Linked DNA regions of Mus musculus: regions 2, 3 and 4 are each linked to region 1. The links are chromatin contacts, called in public capture Hi-C and targeted proximity ligation maps. All regions are on one chromosome and are shown on one strand. The core of a region is the stretch at or near the end of the contact, and the rest is flanking DNA. Distances in the headings are between cores, read along the strand shown. Region 1 holds the start of Vwce (von Willebrand factor C and EGF domains). Region 2 holds the start of Prpf19 (pre-mRNA processing factor 19). Region 3 holds the start of AW112010 (expressed sequence AW112010). Region 4 holds the start of Ms4a10 (membrane-spanning 4-domains, subfamily A, member 10).

Evidence for each region. Capture Hi-C pulls out chosen DNA fragments and counts their contacts.
Region 2: a targeted proximity ligation map of pancreatic cancer cells shows a contact between it and region 1. A contact is called at or near these places in 9 of 39 promoter capture datasets (the 3T3-L1 cell line, the C10 cell line, cranial neural crest and 3 more), 7 of 484 Hi-C or Micro-C datasets (bone marrow-derived macrophages, embryonic stem cells and stem cell-derived epiblast-like cells), 16 of 130 datasets of targeted methods (the SCID.adh cell line, acute myeloid leukemia, bone marrow-derived macrophages and 10 more) and 5 of 9 other capture datasets (adipose tissue, embryonic stem cells, liver and 2 more).
Region 3: a targeted proximity ligation map of pancreatic cancer cells shows a contact between it and region 1. A contact is called at or near these places in 2 of 130 datasets of targeted methods (memory CD8 T cells and pancreatic cancer cells).
Region 4: a contact with region 1 is called in a capture Hi-C map of macrophages, with 6 times the contacts expected there. A contact is called at or near these places in 16 of 39 promoter capture datasets (the 3T3-L1 cell line, 3T3-L1-derived adipocytes, the C10 cell line and 9 more), 2 of 484 Hi-C or Micro-C datasets (bone marrow-derived macrophages and cortical neurons), 9 of 130 datasets of targeted methods (bone marrow-derived macrophages, craniofacial prominence, embryonic basal ganglia and 4 more) and 5 of 9 other capture datasets (adipose tissue, embryonic stem cells, liver and 2 more).

Annotation. Positions count from the first base shown.
Region 1 is chr19:10,632,980-10,635,679 of GRCm38.p6, forward strand. Vwce (von Willebrand factor C and EGF domains) reads left to right here and starts at 1,254. Exons shown (of 20, transcript NM_027913.2): 1 at 1,254-1,604. The coding sequence starts at 1,495.
Region 2 is chr19:10,893,972-10,896,676 of GRCm38.p6, forward strand. It overlaps Prpf19 (pre-mRNA processing factor 19), which reads left to right and starts at 1,260. Exons shown (of 16, transcript NM_134129.4): 1 at 1,260-1,497. The coding sequence starts at 1,479.
Region 3 is chr19:11,049,199-11,051,912 of GRCm38.p6, forward strand. It overlaps AW112010 (expressed sequence AW112010), which reads right to left and starts at 1,368. Exons shown (of 3, transcript NR_102366.1): 1 at 1,190-1,368.
Region 4 is chr19:10,973,301-10,976,000 of GRCm38.p6, forward strand. It overlaps Ms4a10 (membrane-spanning 4-domains, subfamily A, member 10), which reads right to left and starts at 1,400. Exons shown (of 9, transcript NM_023529.3): 1 at 1,319-1,400.

The DNA.
Region 1 (2,700 bases), core at 4-2,503:
GTGGGTTAAGGTAGAAAGATGGCTGGCCAGTTGTTATGCCAACAGCTAGTTGTTATGGCAGAATAACCTCCATAAAAGCAAGCAAGCAAGGAAGGAATGGTTTATCTGGCTCACAGGTGCAGCCATCTTGGCAGGGGAAGCATAGAGAGCCAGATGAATGTTAGCACTCACTTTATGGTCTTTGTATTTGGTCCGGCCCATGTGACAATGCCACTCACATTTAGGATGGGTCTTCACAACTCAGTTAAATCCTTCTGGAAACAGCTCTGACACACACAAAGGTTTATTGCCTAGGAGCTTCTATATCCATTCAAGTTGAAAATAACAATTAGCCATGGCACCACAACATCCAAAAGTACTTGAACTTTTCCTCTTACTGCAAATTAAGGGTCGGGGGACCAACAAGCATCAAACACCCGAGTTAACGTTTGCTCAGAAACTAAAAGGAAAGTGTCTGTGAGAAGGCAGCTAGCATCCAGGTCATCTGTGCACAGTTTATCTGTGGTCACCAATGCCAATGATCTTGGGATCAGCACGAGGCAGAAGCGAAGGATTTAGTCGTGCTTGGGAAGTACAGTTTTTAAAAACTAGTTCAGCCAATTTTTCTTATTCCTAGAAGTCTTTACACAGACGCTTGACTAATCCAGACTGGGTAGGGTTAGGCGGGGCTTGCTACCAGAACAAGGTAAAACTCGAGCCTTCTTTTCGCTTCCTCCCAACTAGATCTTTCTCAGTTCTATCATTTTGCTCTACATTCTTCAGCCTAAACCTCTTCTAGCCTGAGCCAACTTCGAAGCCTGAGCCCAAACACTGAACCTTCTAGTTCTGCGCCCCTAGCTCCCTTGCCACCTGCGCACTGCTTTCTTACCTCCCAGGTGAGCTAGGAAGCTGTCCACTCAACCATTTGACTCCCAGCAGGTAGCTTGTGGGTTCAAAACAGGCTAATGTCCTTTGGCAAGGAAGCAGACTAAACCACCAATACACTATCCTTACCATCTAGTGGGCTTGGGGAGAGTCAAAACTGCCTCGCTTCAGTGCCCTGGGTTTGAGTGTCCACAAGTCTCACCTACTGAGAATTCAGATTGGATTCTATGGAAACTCAAAAACCTTGTTCCTGAAGTTTCTTTCCAACTTGGTTCGAAGCCTTCAGTCATTCTGTGGAAAGCGACTCCCAAACCCAGGCTGGGGGTGTGGGCCGAGGGTGAAACCCCGCCCTCGGGGTCCCTGATCTTTGCTCCCGCCCCAGGCTCCACGCCTCCCGGAGAGGCACCGGCGGGCGGCGCTCCTTTTGTGTGTTTCTTTCCAAGGTGCAAGGACCCCCACCCCCACCCGCCTAGGCAGTCCTCCCCTAACCACCAGCCCTCTTCTCGTCGTCCTCAGTCCCTGCCAGCTGTGGGGGAACCAGATCGCTTCCAGGAGGAGGGACAAGGTCGGTAGCCCCCTCCCCGGTGCGGGACCTGAGCCCAGTAGAGTCCAGGACCTCTGCTGCCAGTCATGTGGGCTAGACTGTTGCTCCATGTCGCCTACATCTTGATCCCGTTGCTGGGGTCTTCAGCCCGAGGCTATACCGGGAGGAAGGCGCCAGGGCACTACTCTGCGGAGAGGTAAGAGCCCGGTGCCTTTCAGCGGCCCAGCCTTCTAGCGCCACTGCGTGGAGCTGGAAGACACTAGCATAGGGCAGCTGCTGGACCTGTAGCCTCTGTGGCGAGGGCACACCAGGGGTCTGGACAAAGAGACAGTAGTTTGTGCCAGTTGGGTGGCCCTGGCTGGGGACTGCTCTGGCTAAGGAATCTGGGAGATGGAGATCGCGGCTCCAAGGAATCTTGTACTATGGGAATAGGCTGACCCTCTGGCTAGGGAACCCCAGCACATGCCAATTGGTCTCAACTGCCTGGCTTTCTTCCTTGGTGGTGCGGGACCCCCTCCGTTTCTGCACACGTTGCTTTGGGGTTGGGGGTTTTCTCAGTGTCTCTTGCTCTCTGCACCCGGTGGACCTTGGAGCCACCGGTGGCTCAGGGTTATGCTTTGGTATCTGCGCATGTGTGCACAGGCCGGGGAGGCGGGAGGCCGCAGGCGACAGGCGGGAGGCGTGTCTTTCCAAACCCAATCATTTTCCCTAAGTTTGTCTTAGTCCTCTACCACTAAGGGGTGATGAGGGAGTGGTGATCGTGTGTGCGTGATGCTTATAGCAAGGGTACACGTTGTCAGCGGGTGGCCTGGCCCACGGCCACATCTTCCCAGGGGCGCTCAGAGGGGCTGCCCTGGAGGAAGAGCTTACCGCCCAGCACGTGGGTTCTGCGATCTCTTGCAGTTCCTGCAGATCTCCCACCACCTGTCTCCCTGGCATCACTGTGCCACACACGAAAAGCTCCTTGGGGCTTTCTGGTGGGCACCCTACCCTTGCCTATCTGAAGTGGAACTCCACCAGCTTCCACAGGCACCCTACCATTTACCACTTCGATGGCACCTCACGCCCCTTTCAGAGCCCCCTTTGGCTTAGCTATTAAGTTGTTCTGTAGATCCCAGCTGCCGGATTCTCTGCCTCAGCTGTTGCTATCATCGTTTCTATGTGTGACATCACTGTTGGTCTGGTTTGTCTTCACTGGTTTTGACTTCTGAGAGGAAAAAAGGACTTGGCCCTAGGGAAAATCCCCAGCAAACTTTCCTGTACTGCTATGGTTCCCCCTAGGTTTCCACATT
Region 2 (2,705 bases), core at 10-2,509, 260 kb after region 1:
GTGTGTGTGGGGGGGGTGTCTTGGGGACTGAACTCGGGTATCAGGCTTGGTAGCCGATCTGGTCCGGTCTTTAGTAGAGAAAACAAAAGAAGTTGGCAGGAGGCAGGGAACTGTTATTATAACAAAACACCTGAGGTAGGCTACTTTAAAGAAAAGAGGGTTCTCCTTGCTCAAATTTCTAGAAGCACAAGGTTCAAAGAGAATGACGTGGGCAATGTCTAGGGCCTCTTCCTTGCTGGTGTCACATTGCCATGGAAGTCAACTGGTTCATTTGTGCCTGTTCACTCTTTCTTTCCCTATATGAACTCCACCAGGATTCTTGTAATGTCTTATTCTAAAGATCCCACCTCTACATTCCACAGTTAAGCTAGATAGTAATGACACACACCTTTGATTTCAGCACTCAAAAGGCAGAGACAGGAAGATCTTTGAGTTTGAGGCCAGCCTTATCTGCAGACTGAGTTCCAGGACAGCCAGGGCTACACACACACACACACACACACACACACACACACACACACAAACCCAGTCTCAAAAAAACAAAAACAAAACCACAGAAAAACACCATAGTCGTGCTAACTTTCCACTCTTACTGTTTGGTTGCTTATTGAGACATGTTCTCTCTACACAGCTCTGACTGCCCTGGATTGGAGCTCACTATATAACCAGGTTGGACTTGTACTCCGAGATCTGCCTGCCTCTGAAGCCCAGTGCCTGTGTTTAAAGACTTCTGCAAACACACCCATCAAATTTCCATTCTTTTAAACGTACACATAAGACGCTGGGAACTAAATTCCCTTGAGTTTACAAAACAGACTATATTTAAAACGTAGCAGGCAACGAAGTCATTGGCTTGCCCATATTTCCAGAGCAAGAATTTAGGCAGTGTTAGTTTCTTTACTCATTTGTGCTTTATTTACAGGGTCACATTGTTTCTCAAAAGCCGGCCAAGGAACACAGGTCTCCGAATCATGCCTACAGACTCTCTAAGGCAGACTCTAGGAATCTGCACTTTTACAAGCTCCTGAAAAATCTGTCTTGCACACGACCATTTCAAAGACTAGTGTTCCCTAGGTGACAGCAGCTCCATCTAAAAAAAAAAAAAAAAAAAAGAGCCTTGGCGGTCCCCGCAGCCTCATGGGAAATGTAGTTTCTTCTCTCCTTCCCGCCTCAGGCCTCTTGGAGCGCTCGCCGGAAGAAGCCGAGCCAATGCGGAAACAGCCGAGTGTTTCGAGGCGGGCCTTTTCCTGCTCGGTTGCATGCTGGGAAAGGGCAGTTTCCGTTAGCTGCAGAAGGCTGAGGCGCGCCACCGGCCACCTCCCCACGTGAAGCAGTTGTGCGAGCATCGCCACGCTGGGCAGCTGTCTACCCGCGTCCGAGCGCTCCGGAAGCGGCGGGGGACCGGAAGTGGCCCGCGGAGGCTGCAGAGAACCGGGAACCCTCTGTGAGGCGACTGGCAGCAGCGCTACGACGGCGCCATGTCCCTGATCTGCTCGAGTGAGTGCTGGCTGCGGCGGGAGGCGGGAGCGTGTGTGGCCCCTGTGGCTCGGGCCCTGGAGCTCCCGGCCCTGCGTGCAGGGTGCATTTGCGCAGGGCTGCGCAATTCACGTAGCTGGGAAGAATGACTGTCTCAGGGGTCTTTTGAAACCGGCGTCGTTTTACAGAGCTGAGACAGGCCTGAGCAGAAGTGGGGGGGAGGAGCTGGTGCAGTGAAAAACAGCTCTTGGTGTCAAAAAACCCGAGGACATGCCCAGGATCCGCCTCCAATTGTGATCTGGGCTCTAGCGGGTTTGGGCCTCAGTTTCCCCATCTGCAAAATTGAAAGCATTGCAGTGGGCATTGCTTGGGAAACCTCGCTTAGGAATCGGACTTTCCGATTTGCAGAGATCACGCAGTGACTTCGAGACAGGGCTGGAAGCCAGGTGTCTGGCTTCTAGCCTCGCGCAGTATGACTAATGAAAACAGCGAATGTTTAGAAAACCTGTATTGATTTACGATGCATTTCCAAACGGTGATCTCATTTTATGCTTACAAGAATTGTCTGAAGGGAAATAAAGATCCGTGAGTTACAGAGGGTGTCGGAAGTCTTGAAGAATGGGTTTACCTAGGGGTGTGCGAGGAAGCTAAGCAGTGGAGCTTGGCTCTTTGAGCCTGGATCCATGGTTTTCCCGTGCACTATGCTGTCCTGTCTTGGGGTGTTGTATTACGGCATTGCGGGTGTTCTCCCATATTGTTTACCACGTTACTAGATTCCTCGCCTTCTCTATTTCCCTCTCAGAACGTTGCCATTAGTTCAAAGAAGGAAAAGGAGGAGGGAAATGACAAGCAGAAAAGGAAATCTCATACTAGAGAAATTGCAGTTTGCAAAGTATTTACAAACGATTTGTTTTCTTTCCATCTTTGAGACCACACTCTTACGTGCCCAGGGCTATCCTTCCTCTGGTAGAAGAGGGAAAGCTCCCAGAAAGCTTTAGTCGTCGAGTAGTGTGATAAACCAACAGAATAGGACAGGAAGGCCGTGTACAAGATACGGGTTTTAAATATGGCACAAATCCATACTTAATAACACATGCATGGGAGTCCTGCAAAAATAGGTGATTCTAAGAGAAGCCACGGAGAAGAATAGGAGCTTGAACCTTAGGATGGTGACTCACAACCTATGGGAGGCTGAATAGAATTGTGTGGTGAATAAGAGCTGTTTTGTG
Region 3 (2,714 bases), core at 118-2,617, 420 kb after region 1:
AGTAGAAAGAGAGGCCCATTGGTCTTGCAAACTTCATATGCCTCAGTGCAGGGGAACGCCAGGGCCAAGAAGAGGGAGTGGGTGGGTAGGGGAGTGTGGGGGGGAGGGTATGGGGGACTTTTGGAATAGCATTGGAAGTGTAAATGAAGAAAATACCTAATTAAAATAAAATAAAAATTAAAAAAAAAAAAAAGAAATTCTTCGCTTTGCATACCTCTGGCTCTTTATTTAAACTCCATGTTAGAAACTGAGTGATAAGCCCAGGTGGGGCCAAGTCACTGGACCCCTTTGCTCTGCTTCTCAATGAAGTCACAATGAATTCATTTTTTTCTACCTTCCACTCTTATTTGTTTAGTTGGCCCATTAAGGACTGGGTAGATGAATCTGGATTGCTTGAGCCTGGACTCTGACCCTGACAATTCTAGGTGCAGTCTGGAGCAAAACAGAGAGGCTCCTCTGGGTAAGAGTAGGATGTGAGGTCATGGACAAGAACAGTCAGAAAAGTGAGATGGTTAAAGGCTAGAGGGGGAAGGCAAAGCTAACATGGAGAGAGCAGGGCCTGTATCAAATGTTTTTTTCTAGGGCAGAGGAAGATTCTAACTACATACAGGGTGCCTCATCTTCAGAAGAGGGTACAGACTCCTGCCATTGTTCTGAGCTTTTAGAGAAAGCTAGATCATTAAAAAGTCTGCTGGGCTGGAACAGAGCTATTTTAAAAGGGGAAGGAATTAAGGCCTCTGCACGTTGAGAAAAAGTCAGTGAAGTGATCCACAACTGAGGAGAAAATCAGAAAGAACTTACACAGGAGGACCCAGGAGAAACTTACGCTTAAGTCCTTTGCTTTGTCCTTTCCAGATATTTCCGTGTGCGTGTGTGTGTGTGTGTGTGTGTGTGTGTGTGTGTGTGTGTATTTCCCGCAGCGCCTGGCTGGCCCTTCATATGCCTACCTAGTGCTGTCTCCTCTCTACATCCCAGGCTTAGAATTGAGTTCTGTGGTGTCAGACAGGAGATACCCACCCCACAAGAACTATATCTTCCTGGAAAAACAGACTTAGAAATAATAACAAACTAAATGCAAGCTTTCAAAGACAGAAGGTGACACTCATTCTCTCCAGTAAGCTGGGATGAGGCCTTCCATGGGCCTTCTTACCCACTATAGATTTCCCCTTACAGATCAAGAGGTACTTACGGGAGACATCTTGCAGCTCAGGTTGTCTGCTAGACTCCTGCTGATCTTCTCTTTGGTTTTTTATATAAAGTTTGAGAATGTCAGTTTCACTTTCCCTTTGAATTGCTTTGGGGCACTATTTGCTAAACAGGAGTGGACTGAAAAACCCCGAGTCTGAGAGAAGTTTACACAATTAGTTGGCCTATCCCACAAACAAACAGGAAGATCTGCAAACACAGCCCAAGAGCCTTTTCCCACTTGGGAAATTCCTTGCTTGGAACACAGTACAGTGTTGCCTGAGACAACTGCTTCATCCTTGGCTATGGAAATAAGCAGACATAATATGATATTTCAATGATTTAAAGCAAATGCTGATTTTTTTTTTTTTTTTTTTTTGGTAAGAGTAACACAAGTACATGGGTCAGTGGATATTCTTCAGGGCTCTCTAGGATGTGGTTTCAGGCAGGACACAGGATTACACTCAAGCGTGTATCTCCTGTGTTTGCATTTTCATCGTGGGTTGTAGGTTAAAGAATTAGCAGATGTGAATACAAGGAGAGTTCACTATTATACTGCCAGAAGCCAGAGGCTAGGAGAAGCCTGGAGGAGACTCTCCTCCCAGTCCTCCTGAAGGATGGAGCCTTGCTGACACCCTGAACTCAGACTTCCTGCCTCCAGAACCAAGGGACAATAGGTTTAATGAGCTCTCCTGTTGGTGCCACCTTGTTATCGTTGCTAAAAAGCCCATAGAGTGTCTGTGAAAGATCTTGTGTAGTGACAGGGAAGCAGTCACTGCTGGCACAGCCAGCTGACTGGTCAGATTGGGAGTAATAGAGGTGACATGGAAATATAAGGAAGAGGAGGCAATCCCCAGCAGAGACAGAAGGCCCCGCTCTCCATAGGGTGTGGTCCTTTGAGTGAGACCCCCCCACCTCATAAATTAAAAGCTTGGTTCCTGGTTGGGAACTGTTTGGGAAGAATTAGGGGGTGTAGCTTTGCTGGAGGAGGTGTGTCCCACTGTGCACATTCTCTCTCTTATTCCCTCTCTCCCTTCCCCCGATCCCCTCTCTTCTTCCTCCGCAGGAAGTACACTCTTAACTACCGCTCCAGTGCCATGCCGGCCTGCTTGATGCCCTGCTTCCCATTATGATGATTGCAGACTGTAACTCTCTGAAACTGTGGGCCTCCAAATTAATTAATTAATAAATAAGTTAATTAATTAAAATCAGTGGCCTTGGTCATATGTCTCTTCAGAGCAATAAAAAACAAAACAAAACACAACAATGAAGATAGGTGGAGGTTATCAAGTTGACTGGCAGGTCAAGAGAGCTGTCACTCAACATTGATCTTGGTCCCTTGCCTCTGAGGAGGAGGAGTGAAGGGCTTTTAGACTGGGTTGTGAGGCTCCAGAATGGAGACCCATTCTCTGTGTCCTAGGGCTCTGAGAGGGTGAGTGTATTCTAACTCAAGGAACTCGGGACATCTTTGCACTTGGAGGAAATCAACTAAAGACTCTGAAAGAGCTTATAAGGATTCCGTTTTTTGA
Region 4 (2,700 bases), core at 150-2,649, 340 kb after region 1:
GCAAATCTCTCCCGTTTCCTTAGCCTGTGGGAGGCAGAGACAGAGCTAGGAGGATTCTGTAACCTTTTAGTGGGCCAGAACATGAATCTTCCAAGCAGACAGGCCAGGCCTAGCCCTGGCTCTGCTCCTGCATCTCAGTGTCTAAGTCTGTTTCTATGGATACACAGGAACACTAGTGCTTGCCTGAGGGTGGGCTGCAAAGATTAATTGGGCCAGGGCCAGAGGTTAGAATTTAGTAATAAAAGCCAATGATACCTGCCCTACAGCCTGAATCTCACCTGACCTCTGTCTGGTTTTCTGTTAAGAGAGGTCCCATTCTAATCTCCAGGATGGGGAGTTCATTGCTTCTATCTGACTCCTGCTCAGAGCAAGGAGGAAATCAGCTATGGGATCCTGATAGCTGGGAAGGTTGTGTCGAGGAGAGTGTGTGGAGACAGTTATCTGGGAGCACACAGGACTGCCCTTCAGGATTTTGTCTGCAGAGCAATGAGCTGGTTGCCAGGGAATGTCTAGAATGGATAAGATCTGTCCATGGGAGGTCTGGGTTAGAAGGTTGAGAAAATCTTGATGGGAATGTGACCCTAAGCAGACAGTGCAGAAGAAGTCAAGAGAGCAGAGAGGGTAGTGTAGTGTGTGTTTACACATACGTGTGTATGTGTATATAATATGTGCACATATATGTACATATATGTAGATGTATGTATGGGCATGTTAGGCAGAGAAAGGCAGGTACCGAGAGGTATGGAGTCAGTGTGACAGAGTGGCTGCTGGCAGCCACCCTTAGAAGATTGGGTTTTCAGTTATGTTAGGTCAGAAGGGGCCCTGGCATTTGCAAAGTAAACTTTCTCGAGGTCTCAGGGCTGGGCACTTGGTGTAAAGGGAAGATATGGGAAAAAGAGGGTGGAATTTCCCAAGTGTCTTCCTTGCTTTGCTTTTTCAAATCTGTCTCTCTGTGTGCTCAAGGTTCCAGGGTTAGAAGGGACGGGGTGTCATTCCTCTTAGCTCTCAGAATCACCAACTGATCCTGGGTAGTGGGCTGGGCTCCTGGTAGCAGACTCCTTCCTGGAGAGAGGCCCGTAGTAACCCCACTTCCCAGGACTTCATAGCATGGAACATTTGTTCTCCAGCTGTTGTGGACATTGCTTGATAAACAGTTCCTGTTCACTTCTGGGGGGGTCAAGTTTCAGCCACTCACCACCAGCTTGCAGCTACTGACTGACGAGCACAAGAGGCTGATCTCTTGTGTTAAGACTGAACCCCACTTGAGGCCCTGATGACCCTCCCTTGTTTGTTTCTGCTGTGGAGAGGGGGTACTCACCTGGCCCCGGGAACTCTGTTGTAGGCTTCAGCTGTGCCTGACCATCCAGAGCTGCCTCAGCACAGAGCCAGAGGTGGAAATCAGAACATCTTTATGGCTTTAGACTTTGGATTCTTTTCTTTCTGGGACCCACCCCTTGCTCACACTCCCAGCTAATCAGAGATGCATGTCTGGACTAGATCCTTCAAAACCATCTGCTTCCAAACCTGGGCAGGTGAAGATCTGAGTCTCCTTCCTTATGTCTCCCTTTAACAGCTGAGACAGTTAATGTTGCAGTGATGACATTTCAGTTCATGGAGCAGTTCATTGTCAAGTTGGTGAAGGCAGCATTTGAATGAGTTGATTATTAAAATTCTCAAATTTTTATTTGTGTGTGTGTGTGTTGATGTGGGTGGCTGATATGAGTGTGTGATTGATGTGTGTCTGTGTGTCTGTCTGTGTGTCTGTGTGAGTGTGTGTAGGTCAGAGGACTTTGTGAAATTGATTCCTTCTTTCCACCTTTCCACAGTGCTGAGGTCTGAACGGATATTGTCAGGTTGTGCAGTAACTTTAGCTTCTGAGACACCTTTCTGGCCCCTCAAAGAATCTTTTAATTTTTTGAAAGTTAAAGTATCCACAATAGTGGTTACAATGACCCTGCCCTGGGCCTTGTGTCCCTCCTCAAACCAGCCATGGTCATCCTAAGTTCTTGCTTGACTTTGGTCTCTGGTGGTAAGCCAGACAGATGTATTGTCATCTGTGTAAGCATGGTAGTGTTTGTCTTAAAAGGTATGGTCACGTGACCACAAGTAACAGGAAGCCCTGATTGAGAGTGAAGTCCAGCCACCACCAAGCTTGCAGCGCATGTGACTTACAGAGAACTTATATCTAAGGCATGTTTGGATCTTGACCATGGACATGGTGAGATGAGAATGTGTAACTTCAAGCTGTCCAGTCTGTCTCATGCAGAACTAGATAACTACTGTGCTTTTTCTATCTTTTTCCTCTGGTTTTTAAAGACGGAGAATACACATTTAATTGTTAATATTTAATATACATATTAAAGTGTATGCAGCATATGCAGTTAGGTAAATTTGTATGTATATATGTGTATGTTGGTTTATTTGTGTGTATTATTCTCTATCTTACTTTTCTTTCTTTTTTAAAAAACGATTTTATTATTTAATATGTATAATTGTTTTTGTTTGTATGCATGTCTGTGCACCACATGCGTGCCTGGCACTCTCAGAGGCCAGAAGAGGGTGTCAGATCCCTTTGAGCTAGAGCTACTGACAATTGTAACTGCCATGTGGCAAGTGGGTGCTCGGGAGGAATCAAACCTTGGTCCTCTGGAAGAGCAGCCAGTACGCTTAACTACTGCTGAGCTGTCTCTCCAGTCTTCT